Regions from separate parts of the Sus scrofa genome. Here region 2 is linked to region 1. A link is a contact called in public HiChIP or PLAC-seq data. All regions are on one chromosome and are shown on one strand. The core of a region is the stretch at or near the end of the contact, and the rest is flanking DNA. Distances in the headings are between cores, read along the strand shown.

Region 1 (6,866 bases), core at 4,345-6,844:
GCTCATAATGAGGTCTGGCTGTCTTTAAAAGACTCTTTAAAATGTTTCCTGCTACGATTCCTCTGGGCCATTCTACTATGAATTGGCACAAAAACTAACAGCTTAAACTCTTCTGGGCAAAACTACAGAAGAAAATAAATCCTGGAGTGTCACAGTTGGCCACAAACTGAGCATGAGTAAGCTGCCGAGATACTGATTGGTGAGAAAAAGCTGATTTGTGTCATTGCTATGTGTGTTACCCTCCCTCAGTGGGCAACCGCCTTATGAATTGTGCCCCCAGAGATCTATTTATAGGTCACTTTGCAAAACTCAGAACCCCTTCCCTCTGCAGAATTATTGTTACACACAGAGGCGGAGCTCTGAAGCTACTCTAGAAAGGCCCACCTATGGCTGGAAACCTTCTATTTATGATGAAACAACAGGAGAAAGCAATTCAGCCCTGAGGTGTAGTTAATTTTTATCATCCCTTTGTTGTGACAGGAAAATACCCCACCAGATACTTTATCAGGGACGTGATGACGTCATAGGCAGAAGCGCAGCTTCTTTCAATGTGCAGGTTGTTACCATTTGGTGCGCCTTGACCTCTTCCTCCCCCCACCTCTATTGGATCTTTCTAGAAGGCTTGCCGCTCACACCCCCCCAACTTATTTGCATGTGTGCGCATGCGCACCCAAGGAGCAAGCGCAGCAGGAGCCGCGCCTCTGACGCATGCGCACGTGTGTCCCCCGACGCTCCTCACTCTCCGGGTGTGAGATGGTTCTTCATTACTTTCCAGGAGTCTGACGACAGCCAGGGGACAAAGGTCAGTCCCACCTCCCTAATAGGTCTCCCTTCATATTGTAGCGCCATCTTCCGTGGCCTCCATCTTTATTACCAACTCCCTGGTCATCGTTTCTCCGGGAGACAAGGGCAAACTTCCCTGGCTGCTTTCCTTCCCACTGCTTCCCCTGCCCCAATCCCCGTGTCCGTATTCCACACAGCAGCCAGACTTTGTGTCACCTCCCAGTACGTTGAGTGGGATCCGGCGCCTACCCTGACCCCGCCAGGCCTGCGTGGACCCCTGCTTCTCACCTCCTTTCTCTTTTCTCAGCCCCCCCCCCCCCCGCCCCCATGTTTGGCAGACACCAGGCTCGCCCCTGGCGCTGGGCTTTTGCTCTTTCTTCTCAGTCTGGGCCTCGTTTCCTCTCCCTGCCCCTTCTCATCTGGCAGGTGTCAATATAAATATTAACCTCCTCCTGAGAAGCCTTCCTTGATCTCCCTTTTCTTTTTTTTTTTTTTTTGTCTTCTGTTGTTGTTGTTATTTCTTGGGCCGCTCCCGCGGCATATGGAGGTTCCCAGGCTAGGGGTCGAATCAGAGCTGTAGCCACCGGCCTACGCCAGAGCCACAGCAGCGTGGGATCCAAGCCGCGTCTGCAACCTACACCACAGCTCATGGCAACGCCGGATCGTTAACCCACTGAGGAAGGGCAGGGATCGAACCCTCAACCTCATGGTTCCTAGTCGGATTCGTTAACCACTGCGCCACGACGGGAACTCCTTGATCTCCCTTTTTAAAGCGCCTCCTTCTTCTGTAGTCTCTTGTTTGATCCTGCTTATTTCCTTTGAAGAAGCGATCACAGTCTGCGGTGCTCATGTGTTTACGTGTGCCTTCGTATGCTGTGTCTCCCCCGCCAGAACGTCATTTCGAAAGCCCAGCTTTGGAGTTCCGGTCGTGGCTCAGTGCAAATGAATCTGACTAGTGTCCATGAGGACGCGGGTTCGATCCTTGGCCTCGCTCGGTGGATTAAGGATCCCGCCTTGCCGTGAGCTGTGGTGTAGGTCGCAGATGCAGCTCAGATCTGGCATTGCTGTGGCTGTGGTGTAGGCCGGCAGCTGTAGCTCCGATTCGACCCCTAGCCTGGGAACCTGCATATGCCGTGGGTGCAGCCCTAAAAAAGAGAGAAAAAAAGAAAAGGAAGCCCAGCTTTGTCCAGCCTCTTGATGTCATAGCGGCAGCGCCCAGAACAGTGCCTGAGAATGAGGGTGTTCATAAATGTTTGATGAATGAATCTCTGAATGAATCTAGAGCCTTCGGAAAGAGCATATGAAACAATGTCCCCACAACAGGGGCATTTTACAGAGCATGACAGGATTTGGGGAGACAGACACTGCATAACCCTACAGAATCCTGCTGATTGAGGACTGGCTCAAAGTCAAAGTCAAGGCCGAGTTGTGTAAGGCCTCAGTGGTTGGAGGGCATCTGCTGGGGTGGGTGAGGATGAGGTTTAGAAGCACAGATCCTGGGGTCACTGCTGGCCTGGAATGGTGTATGGGCTGAGGTTTCCAGGAGGGTCCCAGGGACGTACAGCAGCCGCTGGTTAGGACTTTGTTGCATCTGTGCTCATAAGGAACCCGGGCTGTGTGGTTATAGAAACAAGCCCCACCTTCCCATCCATATTAAGTGGAATGAGAGTGATATGGCTGGGGTGAAAATAATCAGTTTAATTGGTTTTAAATATGCTAATGCCTGTTCCAAAACACAGTGATGTGAGCAGATGTGAGCACACCTTTGGGGGTGTGACCTTTATGCCACAAGGTGGGGTGACATGAGTGAAGCAGATGCTACAAAGATAACTTAGGAATGCATTTAGAGAGTCAAGTAGAGATCTCGGGGAAGAGAATTCAAAATGTGTGAAGAATTCGGTGGTAAGGGGAGCTGAATGTGAGGCAGAAGTTCTTTTAGATGTTTGTCTTGGGCCATGAGAGAGAAATGAGATATTATTTTTGCAATATTAGAATAACGGATTTTCAGTCTCAGTAGTCAAGGTGCCCCTATGCACTGAATCAGTGGGTTTGTGGCTTCAGGGGAGACTCACGCATCCTATAGGACAAAGAAGTCTTGCTCAGCTTTGCATTTCGATTTAGAATATTACAAGCCCGTAGGATGCAAATAATCAAGAACTTGAAAGCTGGGTTGTTGAGAGGGAGATTTTCTGTTTTCCAAGAAGATCCCTTTTTTGTATCTAGAGCACAGCGTGGGGATCTAAGCGTAGAGTGATGTGTGAAGCCAGGGTGCAAGGAGCAGAGGGTTCGACACAGAGGAAGCGCCAGCCACTCAGGAAGGAGGCAAAACCCATGTGGTGCTGGGAGAAGCTTGTTTGAGGGTCAGAGGGTAAGATGCTGTGTGAGTCCACCTTGGATTCCAGGTGGAGTGGCCGAGCTGGTTGAAACAGCCCAGATCTGGTGACAGACAACAGGAAGGAGGGGTGCTTATGCCATTTCACTTTGGGAGGAGAATCTCTTGCAGGTGTCTGTACCGGGCAGTCACAGCCCTGTAGGAATGCTGTTATGTTTCAGCAGAGGGAGGGCCTGAGACGGTGGCCCTTGCTTCTCCAAGCCATGCATGAGGGTGGGTCCACAACCTCCCAGATGACCCCTAGGAAGGAAGTTTGGAAATAAAAGCCTCACCCCAGTGAGGAGTAATGGGATTAGGGGTATGCCAAGGCTGAGTCTTAGTGTGGACAACCAGAGCTGGGACCAGAGGGAGGCTGTGGCTGAGCCCTGGTGGGGCAGGGGTGCCAGGGGCTGAGGGTCCATGCTGCAGGGCGATGGCCAGACTGCCTGGGCTCTTTGAGCATCCCAAATCCAGTGGGACAAGGGCGGGAGAGGATGTGGTTTCAGGACAGTGCTTGAGAAAGTCACTTAAGGGTTTTCATTCATAAGATCAAACTGATTCCCCGGTGTGAAATACTAAGACACACACAAAATGAAGGGGTTGTCTGGTCTGGTCTCATTCTTCTCTGGTCAGTTCATTTCTGGAGCACTGAAGTCACACTGGCGTCCTCCCACCTTGAGACCGAATTGATAAAGCCTCTCGCACTCCCAGGAGAGAGGTGAGAAACTGCCACGTGAGAGGAGGTCAGAAGGAATTGAGAACGTGTAGTGAGGAGAAGGACAATTCAGGAGTGACTCACTGCTTAGTTCGTTCATGGTCCCAAGAGTGGCCTTGATGTGTGGACATTGCAGGGAGAGGTATTCCAGCTCTAAACAGACCTGTCTAGTGATTCTCAGCTGGAGTAGCCTGAATCAGGACGTGATGCCCTTCATGAAGCTGGTGTATCTAAGCCCAGGCCGGGACATCATGCAGGAGAGTCAGACATCTGTCTGGGTCATAGGCCTGGACAACCTTCAAGATGTCTTCCAATCTTAAAGGTTTGTGGAGTGCTGAATGAAATTCTAATTTTATAATCTCTGACTCAGATGCTTTGAGTCAGAGGATCTGAGTGGAAGGATCCCAGCTCCTTGTCAGACAGACCAAAGTTTCTAAGATTGGCTGTCATTTGCTAGCTTTGTGACCCTGGAGAATTTCCTTCAACTTTCTGGTTTTTGGGTTTTTTTGTCTTTTTAGGGCCGCACTGGTGGCATATGGAAGCTCCCAGGCTAGGGGTTGAATTGGAGCTATAGCTGCTGGCCCACACCAAAGCCACAGCAAGGCCAAATCCGAGCCATGTCTGCGACCTACACCACAGCTCATGGCAACGCTGGATCATTAACCCCCTGAGTCAGGCCAGGGATCGAACCTGTGTCCTCATGGATGCTAGTCAGATTCGTTTCCACCGAGCCACAATGGGAATTCCCCCCTCAATTTTCTGAATCTCAGTTTTTCATCTAAAAGATGACAGTACCTTTCCTGGCAGAGTTTTGTTGGTATTAAGTGAAACAGTGTAACAGAAGATGAAAAAAAAAAGATCAAAGCAGATTGTGTGTGTGTTAGCAGGAGCGGGGAGAATACAGGACCTCGGCAGTGCTATAAAACTGTACTAGTGCCTACTGGTTAATTTTTGTCTTCGTAAGACCAGGTTACGAGCATCAGGATTAATGACAGGATAAAATAGACTCTGATGGGATGTGGACAGATTTTGGCTTGGATCCTCTTAGCAAGGAAGGGAAGGGTGGGGCCTGGGAGGAGAGGAGGCACCTGTGACTGTGCCGGGGGAGGGGCAGGAGGAAGTCACCCTCTGGCTCTGTTCCTGGGGTTTCTGGCCATGGAGGAGTCTGCTGTGGAGGTGCCCACCCACAGGAGTGGGCCTGGACAAGACCGCCACGACTGGTGTGGCACTTTCAGCTGTGACAGGGACACGGGGTTTCTTTCAACCTTCCCACCTCAGCTTTCTGCCCCAGCTCCTTTCTCAGGCCCTCCTGGTGCCTCTGTCACAGTGTCTCCTCTTAGAAACAGCTCAGCTTGTTCACAAGGAGCTCTAAGTGGCTGACAGAGCTAAACACGCCACCACTCCCAGGGACACTGCACTTCAAGCCACGGGTGACTCTCTGCTGGGGTCCTCTCTTCCACGGCATGAGGGTCCTGGTGGGAGTGGGCACCTCTGGCACCGCCTTGTCTGGCACCGCCTTGTCTGGCACCGCCTTGTCTTTTTGCAGAGCTGACCTAGTCTTGAGTCCGGGTGGACAGACATGAAGGAACAGGCCCCAAGCTTTGCCTGGGGGGGCAAGGCCCCCCCCCCCCCCCCCCCCCCCCGCCCTGGTTGGAGGAAGTGAGTGGGTGGGTCCTGCCTCCCGCTGCATGCTGACTCAGTGATTCCTGGAAGGAGGTGATGTCATGATGTCATGGTGACGGGGCAGTTCCCTCCCCAGCAAAGTCGGTAGGAGAGTGTGTCTCACTGGCACTGAGGCCTGAGGCTCACTTAAGAGTGACCAAGTCCCCTGGATCTTGCAGGCCACTTAATGCCGCCTACAGTGACAGCTCCCTTCTCCAGATTCCCACAGCTGGGATCACTTGTCCCTGCGGTGATCCCATATTTGGGGCAGTCTTGGTTGATCTTAAGCATCCGGCCTCTTTCATTTTCCCTGTGAACACATTCAGAAATCCTAGAAAACCATCCTAGTCTGAGCATGCCTCCTGGGGCTTTGGGCGCAGGAGCCACCAAGCTGGCGCAAACCAGAGCACGGCATCACGGGTATTCTTGTGTCTTTCTCCAGTTTCACATCTGGATGTCTTTTCAACAGTATGAATGGCTCCTCAGAGTCAGAGCTGTGTCCTTTTATTTCTTTTGTCTTCTCCAGGACTCCCCTTCGGGCTGAGGGTGTGGGAAACTAAAAAGATTTGGGGGCAGGGTAGAGGTGTAAGCTCCCTCTCCTGTCCTTGTCAGCGCCCCCCTCCCTTTACTTTGTGGGGGTTGGAGGCATCTGCAGCAGGGGCCCTCTGGGTATGTGAGAACGCCACTTCTTCCAGATCAGATCAGCACTAAATTAAAAGGTAATGGTAGCCAGTCCTGGTGTGGGCTTGGGAAAAACCCGGCTGGATTTGTTGGGGCCTGGGGTGCTTTCAGAAAACCACTCCCTGCTCCCTTTTTCGCCAGAGACTCCCTGGGAGGGACGCGTGTCAGACCCATGTGGAGTAAGACAGGTCCTTTGTCAACTGGAGTCTGGATTCAAATGCCAGCCACCTCCCCTGTCGTTCTCCAGACCAGCTCCACATTTTACAAGGGAGCCCCCATGTGGCCTTGTGCTGCCCGATGCTGCCCCCTATAGGCGGTTAGGGGGCACAGCCCTCACGACTGAGCCTGTGCCACCGGGACGGTGGCTTTTCATCACTTAAAGCTGTCAGAACAGCTAATAGGCCATGAATATGGAGAAAATTAGGCTTCTCCAAGTGAATTGGGTGTTGAAAGACACTGAGATAAATGCTAGAGGTAGTGAGAATTGATGGATGGAGCCCTGCTTACTGCAGCCATCTCATTTAAGTCCAAGCTCACGACAGCCCTAGAGGGGAGGCAGGTGTTCTGAGGCTTTGTGTAATGCATGATGGAATCTAGTCTTAGAAAGTTAAATAATGGTCCCAAGGTTATATATCCAGTAAATGCTGGAGCCAT
Region 2 (6,659 bases), core at 2,060-4,559, 100 kb before region 1:
CCTGTGGCATATGGAGGTTCCCAGGCGAGGGGTCGAATCGGAGCTATAGCCTCCGGCCTACGCCACAGCCACGCAGGATCCAAGCCGCGTCTGCAACCTACACCACAGCTCACGGCAACACCGGATCCTTAACCCACCGAGCAAGGGCAGGGATCGAACCCGCAACCTCATGGTTCCTAGTCGGATTCATTAACCACTGAGCCACGATGGGAACTCCTAAATTTTACATTTTAATTTAACTTTAAAAACTGATATACACTTCAGCTACCAAAAATTCTGAAAGTATACGTGGAACAATCTGGGTACATCAATCCGCACTTTGAACTGTGTGTTTAATGAACTCCAAATAAAGATCAAGTGTTTCTGATGAAAATTTAGTGTCCAAATTGAGATGTGCTCTAAGTACAAAATACTCGCCGGATTTTTAAGACGTAGTACAAAAAGGGAAAAATCTTTCATTAACAGTCTTTATATTCATCACATGTTGAAATATTTTGAGTATACTGGTTAAAGATGACATTAAAATTAATTTCACTTGTCTTTTACTTTTTACTGCATCTACTAGGCAATGTAACACGGCATGTGTGGCTCACACCGGCATACTGGAGAGCACCCAGCCAGCAGAACTAAGATAGATGAAAGAGGAAAGGGATTGGGAGCAAGAGGACCAAATGGATACTCTTCTTGCCAATAGTCCAGAAGAGACACAGGCTGAATTATCTAAGAGCTACCCATCTTCAAAACCTAAGACATACTACTACCTCCAAAGCTTTTCCAACCACAGCCATTCCTAATGAGATGCCTTTCTCCGGACTACTGGGGCACCTAATCTTCTGTAGCATTCACTTCAGCATTTGATCACTTACCACCTGTCATTTCTACTTAATTTGGGGGTAAGTTGTTTTTCAGATTAGACTACCAGCTCCTAGGCTACAGCATTTGATCACTTACCACCTGTCATTTCTACTTAATTTGGGGGTAAGTTTTTTTCAGATTAGACTACCAGCTCCTAGGCTAAGGGCCACAATTCAAGCATCTTTAATTTTTCCACATCGTGGGGTGCATTTTCAAAACTTTCAATAAGCAGAGATACATGGCTCCATACATTCCCTCACACATTGTGGAGGCACTCATGTAGCTAATTTTACTTTTCCACAGCAGAAGGGTTTTTTTTCTTTTTCTTTTAAGGGCTGCACCTGTGGCATATGGCAGTTCCCTCCAGGCCAGGGGTCTGAATTGTAGCTACAGGTGCCGGCCTATACCACAGCCACAACAAAGCCAGATCCAAGCCTCATCTGTGACCTACACCACAGCTCATAGCAATGCCAGATCCTTAACCCACTGAGTGAGGCCAGGGATGGAACCCATGTCCTCATGGATACTAGCTGGATCCATTTGCACTGCGCCACAACGGGAACTCCCACAAAGCAGAAGGTTTTGACATCTTAAGAACATGAGCTAAAATGATGTCAAAGTCAAGCAAGACTCAAGGCCAATGTTCCAATAAAGCAGTGATATCTAATCAGTGAGCAAGCACTGGTGAACTGCACTGGCTACCATCAAGAAAAAAAAAGTCAAGATGGCAAAACAATTTTGCATTTTCACAAATCCCATTAAAAATTTTAAAATTCTGATTATCTACAGTCTCCACAGCCAGAGATAACCTTTGCAACCCTAAGCATTAAGAACGTTCACTCAAGGAAAAAACAGTTTTCACATTTAAAAATTATCCCCTAAAAATCAATCCTAATAAACCACACATTTTCCAGGTAGAGAGCCACATATTACCAATAATCTAAACTCAGCGTTTTTCCATTTATATTAAAGTCAGGTTAAAAAAAAACTTTTAAAGGCAATGTTAGAAATACATAAATATATTTAACTGTATCATGGGTAATAAAGTATTTAACTTAAAGTACCATTTAAATTTTGTAAAATGAACCGTAAAAAAAAAAAAATAACACTCAAGCAACTGGTCAACTTTTACCCCTACAGAAATAGGAAGCTAGTAGCAACTAGTTGAAAGCAGAGGCACTTTAAGGTCATTGGCACTGATTTTTCCAGAACGTTGCAGTTCTCAGATTGTTTTGTTTGACATTTAAAACAAAAGCTGACAAGTTATAACAACAGAATCAATCTTTTCTGCATTTGTTTAATGGCTACAAAGCCTATATAACAGAGTGCAGTTAAAGCTTCTATCTCCAAACAAACAATTGAGCAATCAAAGATGGAGTCACGACACTTCTTAGGGAAAAATAAGTTAGGACAGCTCTAGTCTCAAAGGCAGAAAAAAGAAGAAATGGGGGAAACCTGTCAAATAGCCTGGATGAAATCAGGGAGTTAAAAAGAAAGCACTCATTTCCTTTAGCACTGTGGGAAAATCCCTGTGCTAACAGAAAGCTAAGGAAAGTTTGGTTTGGCTGATTTCATTTTGTTTTCCTTCCAACATCACCACTGAGTTTGAACAGCAGCTTTCCTCCCCTCCCATTACTCGGTAAAAACTCCCCCACTGAATAGAGTTGTCTTCCGGAGCCTCGCGCCCCCGCCTCCCAGCCTGCAAACGTGCTCAGACGCCTCTGGGCTTGTTGTGGTCTCGCCAGTCAGCGGGCCAGCGCTCCGAACTCAATGGACAATGGGAGCTCACCCCCGTCCACGCCAACTACAAAGCTCAGGAGGCCCATTTCCCTTTTCCTGCCCAGATGCTGTTTTTCCCCCTTCAAAGCAGGGCCCGGTGCTCCACTACAGCCCCACTTTGGTCTGGGACGCCTGTCTCCCTCCCCACCTGAGGAGCTGCTGAACCCCTCGACACCCCTCCATAAGTTGTAGAACGGCGCACAAGCCAAAGGAGACCCCCCCCCTCCCCAGGGGCTTGACTGGGGGCACGGTTTCAAAGTCCAGGTAGCACGAAGAGGGGATGTCTCTGGACGCTTTATCATAGCCCTCAAGGCTAAGCGGTCCCCACGCCAGACTCTACTTGTCTCCCCTCCCCCTAGAGCGAGAAAAGCGGGGAGGTGAGGGCAGGCAGCACTGCCGCCGCCTCCTCCAGTGGAGCCCCCTACGACACTCACCCTTTCACCACAAAGAAGGGGTCCTCCATGGACATGGCGTCCCGGCCCCCGGCCGCCTCACGCCTGCTCTGCGCACAGGGCGCCCGCGCCCTCCCAATCTCCCTCTGCCCACCCCACCCGCCTCGCGCAGCAGCCCGCGTCTCGGCCTGCGGGACCTGTAGCGGCTGCGCGCGCAGGCAGGGGTGCACCGGCCCGCCGCGGGTCCAGTACTCTGTCTGCACCTCAGACCGAAGCCGTGACTCTGGCGCCGGCCCCGGCGCGGCCCCCTCCTCGGCTCCTCCCGGCGCGTCCGGCCGCTTGGCCCCGCCCCCAGGTCCCTCAGCCTCGACCAATCACGAACGCCGTCAGCCGCACCACTTCCGCACTCGCGCTCACGTGACCAGAGCCCCCCCCACCCCCCATCAGCAGGGCCTGGGCCTTGCGTTACTCGACCCTGGAGGCGGGGCTCTGGCGGCGGCGGAGAGGGCGGGTCTTCTCAACACTCACCTCTCAAGATTCAGGGGGAGGAGCTGCTTGTTCCCTGGCAAGAAAGGTAGTCAGGTTTCCTAGATACGGAGATAGTATCAGCTTTGCACAATCTTTTCACCTTTCCTCTCCTTTTGATACTTATTTTGATAACATATAGATTTAGAAATCCATCTCGTCCTCGACTTAGAATAAAGCTCGTCTACCTTATCTGACTCTGATAATGTTGCACAACTCCTTTCTGTGGGTCTTATAGTGCCCAGCAAGACGCTGAAGGCTGTGAGTTATCTCAGTATCCTTGGAGGGGAAGGTATTATTATTCCCATTTTGCAGATTAGAAAAATTCATATAGGTTTCAAGATTTCTTGTGCTCACACAACCTGGACAGGGCAGAGCCCCAGATTCTGTGCACTTTCCACCAGGCTAGGATGTGTTTTTGTGTGTGTTGCGTTTTTTGTCTTTTCTGTGTTCTTGAAGTGATCAGTAAGATAATTTTTTCATACAGCATATGGTGCTTCCTGGAAGAGAGCATTTTTGAAGGACAAAGAAGGGGCCAGGTCTGGCAACTTCTTACCAGCTAAGTGGTTCAAGAGCTCTTCCAGGAAGCCTTTTGGTCAGAACAGTTTATCAAACTCATACGCTAGATAGTCTATGGGTTTTGCGAACTTTAATTGCTGATTATCATTGAGCACATACTGTGTGGCAGGCACTGAGCTTAGTTTATCTCAGGTGCTCTCACAATGTTGTAATCCCCATTATACAGATAAGAAATCTGAGACTTGGAATTTAAGTGACTGGCTTAAAGTTAGCAGTCTTTTTGAAGATAGAAGAGTCCTCAGAGCCAGACAAACCCTGTTTGAACCTGGGTTCTGTTATTCAGTCTCTCATCTATAAAATATGAATATTTAGCTCATAGATTGTTGTGAAGTTTAAATAAAAATGGCTAGATGGAGTTCCTGTTGTGACTCAGTGGGGTTAAGAACCCAACTAGTATCCATGAGGATGTGGGTTCCATCCCTAGCCACGCTCAGTGGATTAAGGATCCAGAGTTGCCTTGAAGTGCAGCATAAGCCAGCAGCTGCAGCTCCTATTCGACCACTAGCCTGGAAATTACACGTGCTGCAGGTGCAGCTCTAAAAGGGGAAAAAAAAAAAAAAAAAAGCCTGGAAACCCCAAGTCTCCCACAGAGTGAGGAAGTGAAGTTAGGGAAACCAGTCTGGAAGCTGCTGTGGTCATCTCACCTGAAGGGATGAGGACTAGACCAGGACAGCAGGGATTGTAAATGGAGAGGAAGGAGAGAATCTGATAGATGTTTCCAAGGAAAAACAAAACAAAACAACTAGACTTGATGAGAGATTGAATGGGATCAGGGAGGAAAGAGGTAAAAGTCAAAGACTCCAGGCTTCTCCAAGACCCTGGAGGAGCGATGGAGGTCAGATGTGGGGGGGAACCCTCCTGGAAGAGAACTGTTTCAGTTCTGAACATATTGAGGTGAGGAATTGAAAAGGGATCATCTTTCATTCATTCAACAAACACATGGAAATTGAGATGAGAATGGTGATTAAGATCCAGAGTTGCAACCAGATTACTTGGGTTTGAATCCCAGTTCTGCTACTTCCTGATTATTGCACCTTGGGCAAACTGCTTAGTCTCTGTCCTCAACTATGAAATGGACACCACAAAACACCTCCCTCATAAAGTGGCGTGAGGACTGAATGAATTAATGTCTGAAAAACGCTCAGAACAGTGCCTGGCATGTGTTGTTCTCTTACTGTGCGCTAGGTACAGAGGACACAGAGATGAACACGTTTGGTCCTTGCCATCAAGGAATTCTCAGACTGGTGGGAGAGACAGGCCATTATACAAAATGAGAAAAGAGCATGGGTCGCCATAGAAACGCAGAAAAAAGCTACCAGTTTATTTGTGTTTGGGGGGGAGAGTGGGTTCTAAACAATGGCTAGGGGCAGCCAGGAGACAGCGTGGCAGCCTGGAGGGCAGCCGTGGCAGAGGGCATTGCTGGAGGGGAAGAAATGAGATTGTGGCAGCAGGAACTAAGGCTGAAAATGGGCAGAGCTAGTTAATCGGGGCCCTTGATTGTGATGTTAGGAACTGTGGAGCTGCTGCTATACATCACGATAGCTGAGGGATAATGCTGGCATTTGAGACAGGTGCAGCAGTGGCTGAAAAGTCATCTGGAAGGTCATGGTCCAGAGAAGGGATGGGGATGTCCTGAGATGGGCTCACTGCAATGAAGATGGAGAGGAGGGGTAGATATGTTAAAAAAAAAATACTTAGAGGCAAAATCTGGGCACCTGGTGAATGAATGGTTCAGGATATTGGGAAGTTGGGGAAGGAGGAAGGAAAGTTTCTGGAGTTGGAAGTGGGTAACTGTTAGTTCCAATCACTAATAACACAGGAGGGTTAGATTGAAGGTAGATATAAATTAGCTGCTAGTATATTGGTTTTCCCCACTAAACTGGAAGCTCCTGGAGAAAGGAGACTATCTTAATGTGAGAATCACCTCAATGCCTGGCATAGCCTCTTATTATCTATTCCGTGGATTTATTAATTAAACCACAAATGAGAGGTCAGAATTTAATAAGCAGAAATCAAGAGGACGGAGGACTTGGAAAAGCCCAATGTAATCAGGGGTTTGGAAAAATACCAACAATGGAGATAGTGGAGGGTCGGGATAGGAAACGTGTGTGTATGTGCAGGGGGTCCCTTTCTTTAATATGTCACCTCCTTCACCCTCTCTCAAACCAACCTAGACCTTGGCCTCCACTGCCCCAGGGAAAGGGAAGTATAGGGTAAAATGTAAGGAGAAACAAAGGAAGCTATTTCTTTTCTAAGTTTAACAGGCTCCAGGTTCTGGCATAAACAATAACACAATAACTCAGGAAGAATACTCAGCAAAAAAACATCTCCTCAACCCCCCCATCTTTCCCCCCCCCCGCAAAAAAAAAGAAGAATGAAAAATTCTCATGGAGTACAATAATCAAAATAGTAGTTGCCTTGGGGTGGGGAGTATTGACTAGGAAAGGAAACTTTCTGGGGTGATAGAAATGTTCTATATTTTGACAGGAGTGTGTGTTACACAGGTGTATGCATTTGCCAGAACTCATC

What was found. HiChIP or PLAC-seq counts read pairs in DNA pulled down with a chosen protein or histone mark.
Region 2: an H3K27ac HiChIP or PLAC-seq map of alveolar macrophages shows a contact between it and region 1. The contact joins the promoter of STX6 here to the enhancer-like site in region 1. A contact is called at or near these places in 4 of 47 Hi-C or Micro-C datasets (blood, embryonic fibroblasts and liver) and 2 of 2 datasets of contacts at active chromatin or transcription factors (alveolar macrophages and skeletal muscle).

Annotation. Positions count from the first base shown.
Region 1 is chr9:122,676,142-122,683,007 of Sscrofa11.1, forward strand. No RefSeq gene overlaps it. Among named protein-coding and RNA genes, the nearest start is that of IER5, 46 kb to the left of the region's middle. Within about 2 kb of position 5,595, at least 38 of the 83 cell types and tissues checked have an H3K27ac peak or open chromatin away from gene starts, as enhancers often do. A contact at or near this core is called in alveolar macrophages, liver and skeletal muscle, where this site is marked.
Region 2 is chr9:122,577,264-122,583,922 of Sscrofa11.1, forward strand. STX6 (syntaxin 6) reads right to left here and starts at 3,310. Exons shown (of 8, transcript NM_001243720.1): 1 at 3,069-3,310. The coding sequence starts at 3,103.